Linked DNA regions of Mus musculus: region 2 is linked to region 1. A link is a contact called in public Hi-C data. All regions are on one chromosome and are shown on one strand. Each heading gives the region's core, a stretch centred on a gene start, on an enhancer-like site or on the middle of the called end of the contact. The rest is flanking DNA. Distances are from core to core; before and after follow the strand shown.

Region 1 (5,942 bases), core at 2,562-5,061:
CACTGAGAATACTGGGAATACTGAGAATACTGGGAATACTGAGAATACTGGGAATACTGGGAACACTGAGAATACTGGGAATACTGGGAACACTGAGAATACTGAGAATACTGGGAACACTGAGAATACTGGGAATACTGAGAATACTGAGAATACTGAGAACACTGAGAATACTGGGAACACTGAGAATACTGGGAATACTGGGAACACTGAGAATACTGAGAATACTGGGAACACTGAGAATACTGGGAATACTGGGAACACTGGGAATACTGGGAATACTGGGAACACTGAGAATACTGGGAATACTGAGAATACTGGGAATACTGAGAATACTGGGAATACTGGGAACACTGAGAATACTGAGAATACTGGGAACACTGAGAATACTGGGAATAGTGAGAATACTGAAAACACTGAGAATACTGGGAATACTGGGAACACTGAGAATACTGGGAATACTGAGAATACTGAGAATACTGGGAACACTGAGAATACTGGGAATACTGAGAATACTGGGAATACTGGGAATACTGAGAATACTGGGAATACTGGGAACACTGAGAATACTGGGAATACTGGGAATACTGAGAATACTGGGAACACTGAGAATACTGAAAACACTGAGAATACTGAGAGAGAATACTGAGAATACCAAGAATACTGGGAATACTGAGAATACTGAGAATACTGAGAACACTGAGAATACTGGGAACACTGAGAATACTGGGAATACTGGGAACACTGAGAATACTGAGAATACTGGGAATACTAAGAATACTGACAATACTGAGGAGGATCCTGAGAATCCTGGCCCCTGTTGCAAAGAACCTAGGGTCAGTTTCTGTCTCTCCTTGGCCCCCAGTCATCTTCTGGTTGTCTCCTTCTTCTGATATCCACAGGTACCACACACACACACACACACACACACACACACACACACACACACACAGGCAAAACACTCAGACACATAACATAAAGTAAACAAATCTCTCCTTAAAAGTAAAAAGAGAAAGTAATGTGTAGAGGGGGCACTGGAGTCTACATAGATGATTCTCCTGCCTCAGGTTTAATTGGAGTTATACATCCTACAGAAAGTCTTCGGATAGGAGGGATGGGCAGAGAAAATGCCCCTTTGGCTTCCTTGTCTTTTCTGCAAATAGTTCTAAATCCCAGAGCTGATAAGGAGGAGTTGCTCGACACCCCACTCCTGCCTCAGTTGTTTTTAACTCTTTCCTCAACTACTTGGACCTGAGTTTGGTCTGTGCCTCAGGGCCTCTGCCTCCTGCATGCCTTGCTTGCTCTGTCCTTTGCCTCATTCCTGGGACCTTGGCTCTGGTTGTCCTTACAGCCACTTTCCATACTGGTCCCCGTGCCCTGTACCACTTGATGAAGGCTGAATGGAAAGTCCCCCTGATGGTGTTATTTCATGCTCTTTGACATGCTAGAGAACAAGTGTTTGAGCCCTGGATTCAAATGCTTTGACTTCAGCCCATCCAATCAACTTCCGGATGGTCTTGGGCAACCTGTTTGACCTCTCTGAACCTCAGTTTCCTTTCCTTTCAAGTAGAGACAATAATGGAGGTCATAAGATAATAGAGCTTGCTGACCAGATCCCTGCAGCACAGCAAACATTAGGCAGCTGCTTTCGTTTTTCTGTTTGACTAAAGTAGGAAGTAGAAACACTTGGGCTTTGGGGACAGCTACTAGTGGTACTCTGATTTTAGAGCAGGGTATCTGGTGACCTGGAATTAGGTGTGGTCCAGGCCTAGGAGAGAGGAGAGATTCATCCTTTCTCTTAATCCTGCTTCAGGGCCAGGGAAGTATGCCAAGAGATGACCCCACTCCAGTAGAACCTTCTGGCGATGCCCACAGTGCCAGTTCCTTTTATAACAGCCCCGGGGTGCCTGGTAGTGATGGTGCACACCTTTAATCCCAGCACTTGAGAGGCAGAGGCAGAGGCAGGTAGATCTCTGTGAGTTTAAGGCTAGCCTGATCTACAGAGTGAGTTCCAGAATAGCAGAGCTACCAAGAGAAACCCTGTCTCAAAAAAACAAAACAAAACAAATCAACAAAACAAAACAAAAACCCACCACCACCAATAAAGAAAACCAAAAAAAACCCAAACAGCTGATGGGGCAATTGGATTTTCTCTGCCACCTGCACCTGGCTGACCAGCACAATTACAGACAGGCCTGGCAGACTCCCAGATGCAGTGCTGTGGGGCTTTCATGCTTGTTTATGGTGAAGAGAAGTGGGATGTCTCTCTCCCACATTTGGAAGTCAATGTGGGGTAGTACCTGGAAGGAGCCGGCTGGTACTCTCCAAGGTAGAGAACCGAAGGTCTTGGCAAGAGCACGCTTCAACCAGGCATGTGTTCCTTAACATCTCAAACTGTTGTCTTTCCAGTTTAAAAAATTGCCCCACTTGCTAGAAAGGTAGCAATGGGATAGTCAAACCTTTACATTGAACAGCACCTTGACTCCAGGCCTTCTTGCAGTGCCCTTGGGAGCCTCCTTGAGCAGAGGTTATGTGCAAGGTCCCAAGGACATGGCAGAGGGATCTGGTCACTGCCTTGGCCACCACATCCTTACCAGCACTGTTACCCTCCTCTGAAGCTCATTGGTTCAGAACCCAGCACAGTCATGAATATTTCTCCTTTAACTGACAGGTACTTCTCCATTTGGGAGGAGCAGGATCTGGGCAGTCTGTCTAGATTGCTTAGGCTTTGAGTCTCTGTAACAATGATAGTGTGTCTTTGAGCTTCTGCAGTCATCCACTATCTTCAGCTCCCTGAACAGAGCACAGTGTGCCACCTTCAATGAAGACACTAAGTGCCAATCCCTCTGCCCTCTAGGCCTATGCAAGTTGGGCTGACAGACTGAATTACACCTGGTTGGTCATTGGGGTTGGAGTTAGCATCAGCCTTGCTCACGGGGTGGCAGCTACAATCAGTTGGCAGCTGGCATGAGGTGCTCAGCTACGGCCCCTCTTGGTCCCAATAGTTTTATTTTAGTGAAGCAGATGTAACTCCACTAATCTTCCAGAGCGGCTGAACTGCCTCCTTGGCACTGCCCAAGAGTGCTGCCGTACTGTGCTAGGAGCCACGCTGGCACAGGCTTTCATGGAGAGCTCACAGACAGGCATTTCTATTCTAGGAAAGAGAAAGAAATAAACAGAGGAACACAGTGCTGTTTTTAGTGCAAGGAGTCAGCAGCTGCTTGGAGAGGGGATGGTGCGTGACATTTCCATGAGCAAGGTGTGCCTTGGTGGAGGTGGTGCGAGCACCTGGCCACTTTCCTTGCCGGATGCCTTTTCAGGAGTTGTCACCATTGCTCAGACAGGCCTTCGTCCTTCTGACTGCTCACAGGACACACCAGGCTCAGGACTCAGGGTGGCCGAGCAGCTTCTCTGAGCCCTGTTTTTCCTTGGAAGGATTGTAGACTGCAGCCAACAATTTGCTACTTTGTGAGTTCTTTTGTCTCCCACCCTTCTCCACCTTTTCCCCACCCTTTCAACCCTTAATACTTGATAGAGAGAAAAAAAATAGAGAGACAGGGGGGCAACATTATTATTAGACTACTTCCTGTGACTAGGAACTTAGAGTTCCTTGAGGCAAGTTTGATATTGGCTGTCCAATTTTCTTCTTCTTTGTGAATGACTATTTAACAAACCACAACTAACAACAACCAACCAACAATCGACAACCAACAACCCATCCCGCCTCTCCAGAGCCCTAACATTTATTTATATACCCTCTGAAAAGTCATAGTTGCAAAAACCATCTGCTGCTGGCAAAATCGCTCCCCTGGGAGAACACTAGGCAAGGCATAGCTGCTGTGGACAGTCTGAGTCAGCCCCATACCCACGGCAGAGAGTAAAACAAAACACATTCTTATTTCTGTGGGTTGTTTTTTCTTTTTCCTAAAGAAACCAGAATTATCACTATAGCAGACAGGCAATCCCTGCCCACAGGAATGTTATCATTCTGATACCCTGTCTGTCTCCTGACCTTAGCTAAGGCTCTTGCTTCTCTACCTCTTGCTTTCTCTGTCTTTGACTATGAGGGGCAGGACAGGATTTATCCGCATCCCACTTGGGCCTGACAACTGAATATATTAGAGGAAGCTGTTAGCCTTGAGGGTCTGGACCTGTCATGAGTCTAAGCTAGAATGCAAATGGGCAGATAGTAAGTTCAGCAAAACTGTGTATGCTAGATGTGGTGGCACACGCCTTTAATCCCAGCACTTGGGAGGCAGAGGCAGGTGGATCACTGTGAGTTCGAAACAAGTCTGGTCTACATAGAAAGTTTCAGGCCAGGCATTCAAAATAAGTCACTGTCTCAATAAAACAAAACAAAATCCCCAACAGACAAACAAACAAGACCATGTGTTTATTGAACCCCTATATTGCTTCAACATAGCCAAAACAAGTATTTCTTCCTTCCTCGTACTGTTTTCCTGCTCTCCTGCTTACATGTCTGCCTCCACTCTCTCACACATTTACTCTTTTACCTCCTCAGAGCGGTCACAGGGTGCCACATCTGTGCTCAGTGCCAGGATGGAGCAGATGGTCTGAGTCCCTGTACTCTTTCTCCTGTCTGATGGCGAGAGGATCTGTACTCAGGCTATCAAGAGGCAGGCCATACATCGTCAGTGTGTGGAGAGGACCCTGGGACCACAAGCTGCATAGCAGCTTATGCCTGGTGTTTGTACGGAAGACAGTCTCTAGCCACAAATCTGAAATACTAGGCAAAGAGAGCAAGGGGCAAGGGAGGGGCAGTCAGTGTGCAGGGACTGTATTGTCGGTTGTTGATCTGCTCTTTTCACCCATGTGACGCTGGTGCCTCCCAGAGACAGCACTTCAACTGACACCATCCAGAACTGACTAAAAGCACCCCTTTTCTGTGTTCAGAGCAAGCCCAGAGACATACTTGCTGCCAGCACGTACACGTTGGTATGATAGATAGGCCTTCTCCCATCTGGGGGCACACCTTCCTGGGAGCCTTGCTGGGCTTCCTTGGAGCTGTACAAGCTCTGCCTTTGAGCTCAGCCCACCCACTGTCAGGTCCAGTCCTGCTCTTTGTGTTTCTCATTCCTTGGTGGTGGCATCCAGAGGGCCTGAGACTGAACCAGTTGTCTGACCCTGCCAGAGGGGTCAGACAGTGAGGGAGGAGAGCCTTGGAGGCTTGGATCTGCTCGCTTCTTCCTTTCCCCCTTTGGATAGGTGGCTTCAGGATAGTGACTGCTGATGCTTGCACCCCCACAGCATTCTATAGACCCTTGCATCCTTCCATCTCCACAGTGTGTTCACCTGACTTAAACCTACCTGGAGCTCTGCACTCATTCCTCTGCTTTGTTTTCTTCTTCTTGGTCCCAGCCATTCCTCTTTCACTTTGGCCTCTCTGCTCCCATCTATAAACGCCTCTCTCTCTGGCAGGCCTTGGCTTCTCGGAATCATCTGAGGCTCAGTACCTTTGAGATGGATTTTGAGCCTGGCAAACAAAGGAATGAATGAAAAAATGAAAAGGAGAGGGGGGATGGGGAAGGGGGAGAAAGTACTTACCTCATTAGGAAGGAGCTTTGTCTGGTGACCCTGAGCGAGCCACTTCACCTGATGAAAGGTGGCCTCAGTGCAGGCCTTCTTCTGCAGAGCTTCTCCTCTGCAGCCTCTTAGCTCCTTCCCTGACCTTTCTACCCATCCCTATATATCATCCACTGGGTGCTAACTGGACACAAACCCTTTACGCTTGGGGAACTACACCAGAGTGCCTGATGCTTCCACTATGTAAATAAGGATTGGAAGCTGGAGGGGTGATGTGCTTTGTGAGCATGTGTGGGGAGTGCTAGCCCTCTAGACAGGCAGACTCCTCACTCTTCCATCACACGCCCTGTCAGCTGGAACCCCTGACATGCGGCTGGAATGGTGGCTTCTCTTTGAGA
Region 2 (5,942 bases), core at 1,671-4,170, 420 kb after region 1:
CAGAGGCACTCAGGTGGGTTTTACAAGTGAAGACTGCGCCTTATTCTACATTTGTGTCTTTGAATCCTGTAGTCTTGTAGAGAGTGCTCTGACCCTGCTGTGCAACCTAGGGCAGGTTGCTTGACCTTTCTGTGTCCCAGTTACCACACCTGAGAAAGGGGTCCTAACTTGGATCATCTATACTGAGAGCCTGGCTGCAGAATGTCTGCTGTAAAGAGTACTGGAGGTTTTATTGTTTGAGGTCACAAGCAATTGCAGCCCTTATGGTCCCCGAGACCAGGACACTCAGAAGAATTTCTTGGAATAGGGAGAGATGAATATTACTGATTTGCCCTAGGCTTTAGTTGAGACAAGCGTCACACAGTAACTGATTAATTACATGTTACCACTTGCAACAATGGGTAATGAGATTTAAGTAAGAGTGCCTGTGCCATGGAGACTGTGACAGAGACACAGTCATGGCACGAGGGAAGGGAGTCAGGAGGACACATCAGCACCTGGAAGACCTTGGCCACGAGTGGCTTGGAATGGTCTTGCCTGGGGAGAGAGCAGGAGTTTCCCTGTAGCTCTTGTCCACGTTGGGCGCAGGCCTGCCCTTTGTCTCTGAGTCTTTGCATCTGTCCTACCCAGAGAGAACTTTGATATTTTTCAATTTCGTCTTATTTTGTTTCATTGGTGGTGCATTTCATCACTCCGAAGCATACCTTGATGACTGCCACTTCCATATGTCTCTGAGCAGGTCTGAGCCTTGAGCACATGTGGTAAATGTTGTAGGTCTTAGGATGAGTGTTCAAGCAGGACAAAGTCATGGGAACTGGCTGTGGGATCTAACCCCAGTGTGCAAGCACTGGGCACTGACATCTACAGACTTACTGGACAAGATCTCAGAGAGCCCAGATCAATAGGCCGATGGGTCCGTACTGGCAGACCTCAGGTTTGAATATGGCTCCTCAGCTCTCTAGGTGAGTTACATATGTAGTTAGCGCCTCCTTTTTGCCTTCTCTTCATCCGTTCTGGTAAGGGCCACAAATCTATCAGCATCTCTCCACATGAACTTGCCTCCTTCAATCTGTTCCCTGGCATGAGGCCAATGTGATCGTCCTGAGAGGTAAGTCTGATCAAATGGTTGCTCTCCTAGGCAGATGCCCCGAGTGGCTTGTGCCCCGAGTGGCTTGCCCAGTCTTCAGGGTAGAGCCTGACATCTGTCATACGGCTAGGACCCCATGTTCACTTTGTGGACTGCTCCTGCTATAGCCCGCCTCCACCGAGATTTTGGTGGAGACCCTCTTGCCGTTGACTCGGCTCAGGAGTCCTGTTCTCACCTTCCACCCTCTGCTATCCTCTACTGATCTCTCCCTAACTTCATATCTCATGCAGACATCACCCCTTCAAACCCATGGACACTGGCATTTCCTGTGCAGACTGATATCGTCTTTTTAACTTCTTCAACACAGTGCCGTTCCAGATTAGCTGGGGGTAAGGCCAGTATTCTGGAGGAATCCAGTGGCTGTAGGATTCAACACGGGAGCTCTGAGGGCTAGAACCCTGAGTCCAGACTGAACTCATGGGAGCCTCACATGTGTTCATGCTTTTACCTCCCTGTGCCTCAGCTCCCCTGCCTGTGGTACCTACCATTGAAAGCTGCTTTCACTTTCCTACACTTTGGTTTCTCTATCTGTGCAACAGGCCGACCACACTCTCTGTAGAGATACAATGTTGCATGTGTAATATGCCACGCACCATTGTGCCTTCTGCATCGGAGATGCTTGGGAAAATACTGCTTGTGGGGAAAGGGAGAGTCTCGCTCACTGGTTACAGCACTGGCTAATCAAGCTGAAGGATTGGAGTTCTGATTCCCAGAACCGAGCTGGTGGAGGGGCCATCTCTTTCCCATTGCCTTGCCATCTTTAAGGAAAGTTTCCCAGGAGAGAACTCACATAAGGACAGTCAGCCTACTTACATGCTGCTCTGGGTCGTGGTGATAGTCTCCTTAAAGCACAAGGCTCATATGAACTTTTGGCCAGCCAGAGCAGGCTGATTCCCATCTGGGGACTGGGGCTTGGTGACTTTCCTCATCCTCTCTGTGTCCCACTGGAAGTTATGCAAGTAATTCTGGCAGATAGCCCAAGTTCTAACAAATATTGTGACTGGGCCATTGAGAAACCTAGCTTCCAGAATGACTCACAGTGGCAAAAGGCTCTTGTGTGTGTGTGTGTGTGTGTGTGCGCGCACACACACACACACACACACACACACACACACACACACACGCACACGCATGTGAATTTCACTGTTGAAGTGTGATCTTACAAGGCAGGGTGCAATGTCTGTAAGATCTGCTCCACCACCCTTTCTCTCTTGCAACCTACTCCATAATGAGGGCATCAGGAGGTGGGGTCTGTGGCAAATGATAAAGCCACAATGTTGAGATAGCAGGTGCTCCCTTTAAGAAGAGAGGTCCTTTGTGTTATGTGAAGTTACTGTGAGGAGACAGGGTCTATAAGGAAGGGGCCTGGATGAACACAATCTGCCTGTGTTTTGGGCTTCAACTTTCCAGCATCCACAACAGTGAGAAGAAAGTTTCTGTGGCTTACAAGCCCCTGGCACATGGCACTTTGGCACAGCAGCTTGAATGAACTAAGAGAGAGGGTGTCACTGAGAAATCCTACCATCTGGGATCTTCCTTTTTATAGTATGGTTTTAGTCATTTTTCCTTAAAGAAAAAAGTGTGTGCTTGCATGTGCATGCATGTGCATAAAAAATGGCCAGAGGTGGCTCCCTCCTTCCTTCTTCTGGTCCTCCCGCCTGCCCCACGACTGTCCCTGTTGCCTTGTCCCTGTCTCTGAAGGTCTCCTCACAGATCTTTCTTTCTTCCCAGCTTCTCCTCTCCCAGCACCCAGTCTCCCTGAGTTGGTACAGAAGCGCTGGTTACCTAGGAAACCACCACAGTGGGAACACATGCGATTGGTCAGATTGGGGCCTGACTCTGGGTTGATGGGCAGATTTTCGGGGTGATTCTCTCTTGTCTGCAGTATCTTCTGGGGGAGGGGCAATCTCAGGAATATGTCAGAGAAGTGGACTCGCCCTGGTAGGCTGGGCTTCTCCGCTGGGGAAGGCTTCCTGTCCTACTATGGATTTAGTTGCCTAAGGAGGCCAGGAGCATGGATTTCTACTGCACTAGGAGGCTGGGGAGTGAATGCAGGGTACTGCAATCCTCATGGCTAACACTGGCTAACACCTAGAGAGCAAAGAGCTGCCACTTTTTGTTATCAGTTAGCAAAACTGGACACAGGTGTTGTTTCTCTTCCTAGTCTACAGATGAGGAGAGGGAGGCTCAGGGGAATAAGTGAACTTGTAAATAAACAAGGTTTCCTGTTGTGGGGGCTTGGTAGCCCAGGCTGGCCTTGAATTGGAAATCCCCCTAATTTAGCCTTCTCTGCTAAATTACAGGTGTGTGCTACCTTGATCAGTCTTCGCTGATTCCTGGGGCTCTGGTGGAGGCCCCAGAGGGGGTGGGCCAGATAGTGTTCCGTGTCCCTTCAGCTCAGTCCTCCCTTAACCTTGATCCTTGTCTTTCTGGAGCAACCACTATTCGTTTCACGGAGCTCTTAAGTTCCTGGGAATGGAAGTGAAACCCCTGCTTACTCTTTATTTGAGAATGACAAGGAGGGGATGGGGTGTGTGGCTCAGTGGAAAGGCTCTTGCTTGGCATGCACAAGACTCTGGGTTTGACTCCAAGCATCACAGAAGAAGAAGAATTGGAGAAGTAGCAAGGGAAGAATAAGAGACAAGGACACACAGAGAGTGAGAGACAGATGGCAAATGTTTCTGCAGACGGGTAGATGGCAGTTACACAGCAGTGTGAGTATGCTCACTGACATCACAGCAATTAGAGATATTAAAGATGGCTAAGTTTTATGTTATCTCACCACCACCACCACCACCACCACCACCACCACCACCACCACCACCACCACCATCATGGTGTGTGTGTGTGTGTGTGTGTGTGTGTGTGTGTGTGTGTGTGTATGTGCATGTCCCTTTGTCTTAGTGAATATGTCCAGATGTCAGAGCTAAAGGCTGATTGCCTTTCTGCCTGTCTTTCTACTTTAGTTCTCATGATCTGAAATGTTCATTTCTCACCAGGAGCTCACTGTTTAGGTCTCTGCTAGACTGGCAGGCCAGCAAGGCCCTGGTTCTCCCTGTCTCCACTCTTAACCTGCCACTGGGTTTACAGGCATGATCACACCAAGCTTTTGGCATGGGCTCTGGGTGGTCTGAGCTCTGGTCCTCATGATTGTGTAGGAAAAACTTTACCCACAAGGCCATCTCCTCAGTTACAAGTTAACAGATAACTCAGGATCAGATGTGCAACCAACTGAGCTTTGTGCACCTCTGATTCTGTACCTTGCCTTTCCAATGTGAAGGATACTAATTAGCTGACAGGGACTTTGGGAGCCTTTGTAGATGCCAACAGGCCTCCGGCAACATGCAAACCTAGGCTATTTCATTACACCTCTTATGTCAGAAACAGCATAGCTTTTAACTTCCCCTCACAGGCAAAGTCTTGGAGGCTCAGGGGGAGTGTGGATTCTGGAGGATACCCAGCCATGTAGGTGGTGCAGCCCTACTTTGAATGTAGCCAGACTCTCTGATGCTCAGGGCTCTGTCCATCAGGGCTGGGATGCAGAAGAGAGATTCCTGCTTCTCCAAAGCACATAGGAGTTGACAGTCCCTTATTCCTAGCTCCAGGTCAGTTCTCTCTGCAGGCTCCAGTGTCTATCAGTCTCTTGGTGGACCAGTAACTTGAACCATCTCCCCTGTGCCTGGCCCACATCACAAACAGCTGCAGGTAAGCTTGCCGGATCACCGCTAATGCAGAGCAGTACTGCCATCATGGCTTCTGGAGACGGGGTAGCAGCTTGCAGGTGGTGTGTGGTGATAGTAGTGATGCTAGAACTTTCCAGGCTCGGGTCGAATATAGACTTTCATTCATGTTATGCCAGTTACGTCACAGCCCTTCCTGCTTCATTTGTACACCACAGCCATACGCTGCTCCTCACCAGTCTCTCTCCTCTTCCTTCCCTCAACCCCAGATTCACACACTGACCCTCCCCTCCTCCCCTCAGATGAGCAGGGCTCCCGGGGACATTAATCAAACATGGCAAAAACAAGCAACAATGAAACATATACCATCACATCAAGGCTGAACGTGGCAACCCAGCAGAAGGGATAGGTTCCCACAAGCAGGCAAACAAGTCAGGGACAGCCCCCCACCCCTTGCTCCCACTGTTAGGAATCTCACAAGAACACCAAGCTACTTGCCATCAGATAAATACAGAGAACCTAGGTCAGATCTATACATGTTCCCTGATATCTACCACGTTCTCTCTGAGCAACTAAGAGTTCCAGTTGTGTTCTTGTGATATCCCTGACCCTTCTGGTTTCTTTGATCCTCCCCCCTCCCCCCACACACACATTTATAATTTTGATCTTTCCATTCATCTAAAAGCTGGAGCTGGATGTGCATGCGCATCCATCTAGAGACAGAGATCAACCTCTGGTTCACTCCTTTATTTGGTAATAGAGTGTTTCCCTGGCCTGGAGCTTGCCCGTAGGTTAGGCTGGTGGGTCAGCAGGCCCCAGCTCTCCTCCTATCTCTGCCTCCCAGGTGCTGGTGCTTGCGTTTTGCTGACTGAGCTGTCTCCTAAGCATCAAGAGGAGATTCTTATACCCACTTACAGAGGAGCAAACTGAGGCTTAGAGAAACAGAATGATTCATCCAAGCTCACACTGGCAACAGAATGCAGCCTGCGTCTCCCTTTACATTTCTTTTTTTCTCCAGTCGGCCTCACTGCCTCCTGAAGATTAACTGGGGTCACCGTGGAGGAGAACAGGGATTTATTGCCGAGTCAAGGTTGGATGACGGGGTCAAAGGCTCC

Evidence for each region. A called contact is a pair of places that touch in the nucleus more often than the background predicts.
Region 2: a Hi-C map of cerebral cortex shows a contact between it and region 1, with 3 times the contacts expected there. The contact joins two enhancer-like sites. A contact is called at or near these places in 2 of 484 Hi-C or Micro-C datasets (cerebral cortex and cortical neurons) and 1 of 9 other capture datasets (embryonic stem cells).

What each region holds. Positions count from the first base shown.
Region 1 is chr16:11,687,145-11,693,086 of GRCm38.p6, forward strand. The region is part of intron 18 of Snx29 (sorting nexin 29); the gene reads left to right. Among named protein-coding and RNA genes, the nearest start is that of 4833415N18Rik, 90 kb to the right of the region's middle. Within about 2 kb of position 3,812, at least 44 of the 459 cell types and tissues checked have an H3K27ac peak or open chromatin away from gene starts, as enhancers often do. A contact at or near this core is called in cerebral cortex and cortical neurons, where this site is marked.
Region 2 is chr16:12,112,516-12,118,457 of GRCm38.p6, forward strand. All of the region lies in intron 2 of Shisa9 (shisa family member 9), which reads left to right. Among named protein-coding and RNA genes, the nearest start is that of Shisa9, 130 kb to the left of the region's middle. Within about 2 kb of position 2,921, at least 24 of the 459 cell types and tissues checked have an H3K27ac peak or open chromatin away from gene starts, as enhancers often do. A contact at or near this core is called in cerebral cortex and cortical neurons, where this site is marked.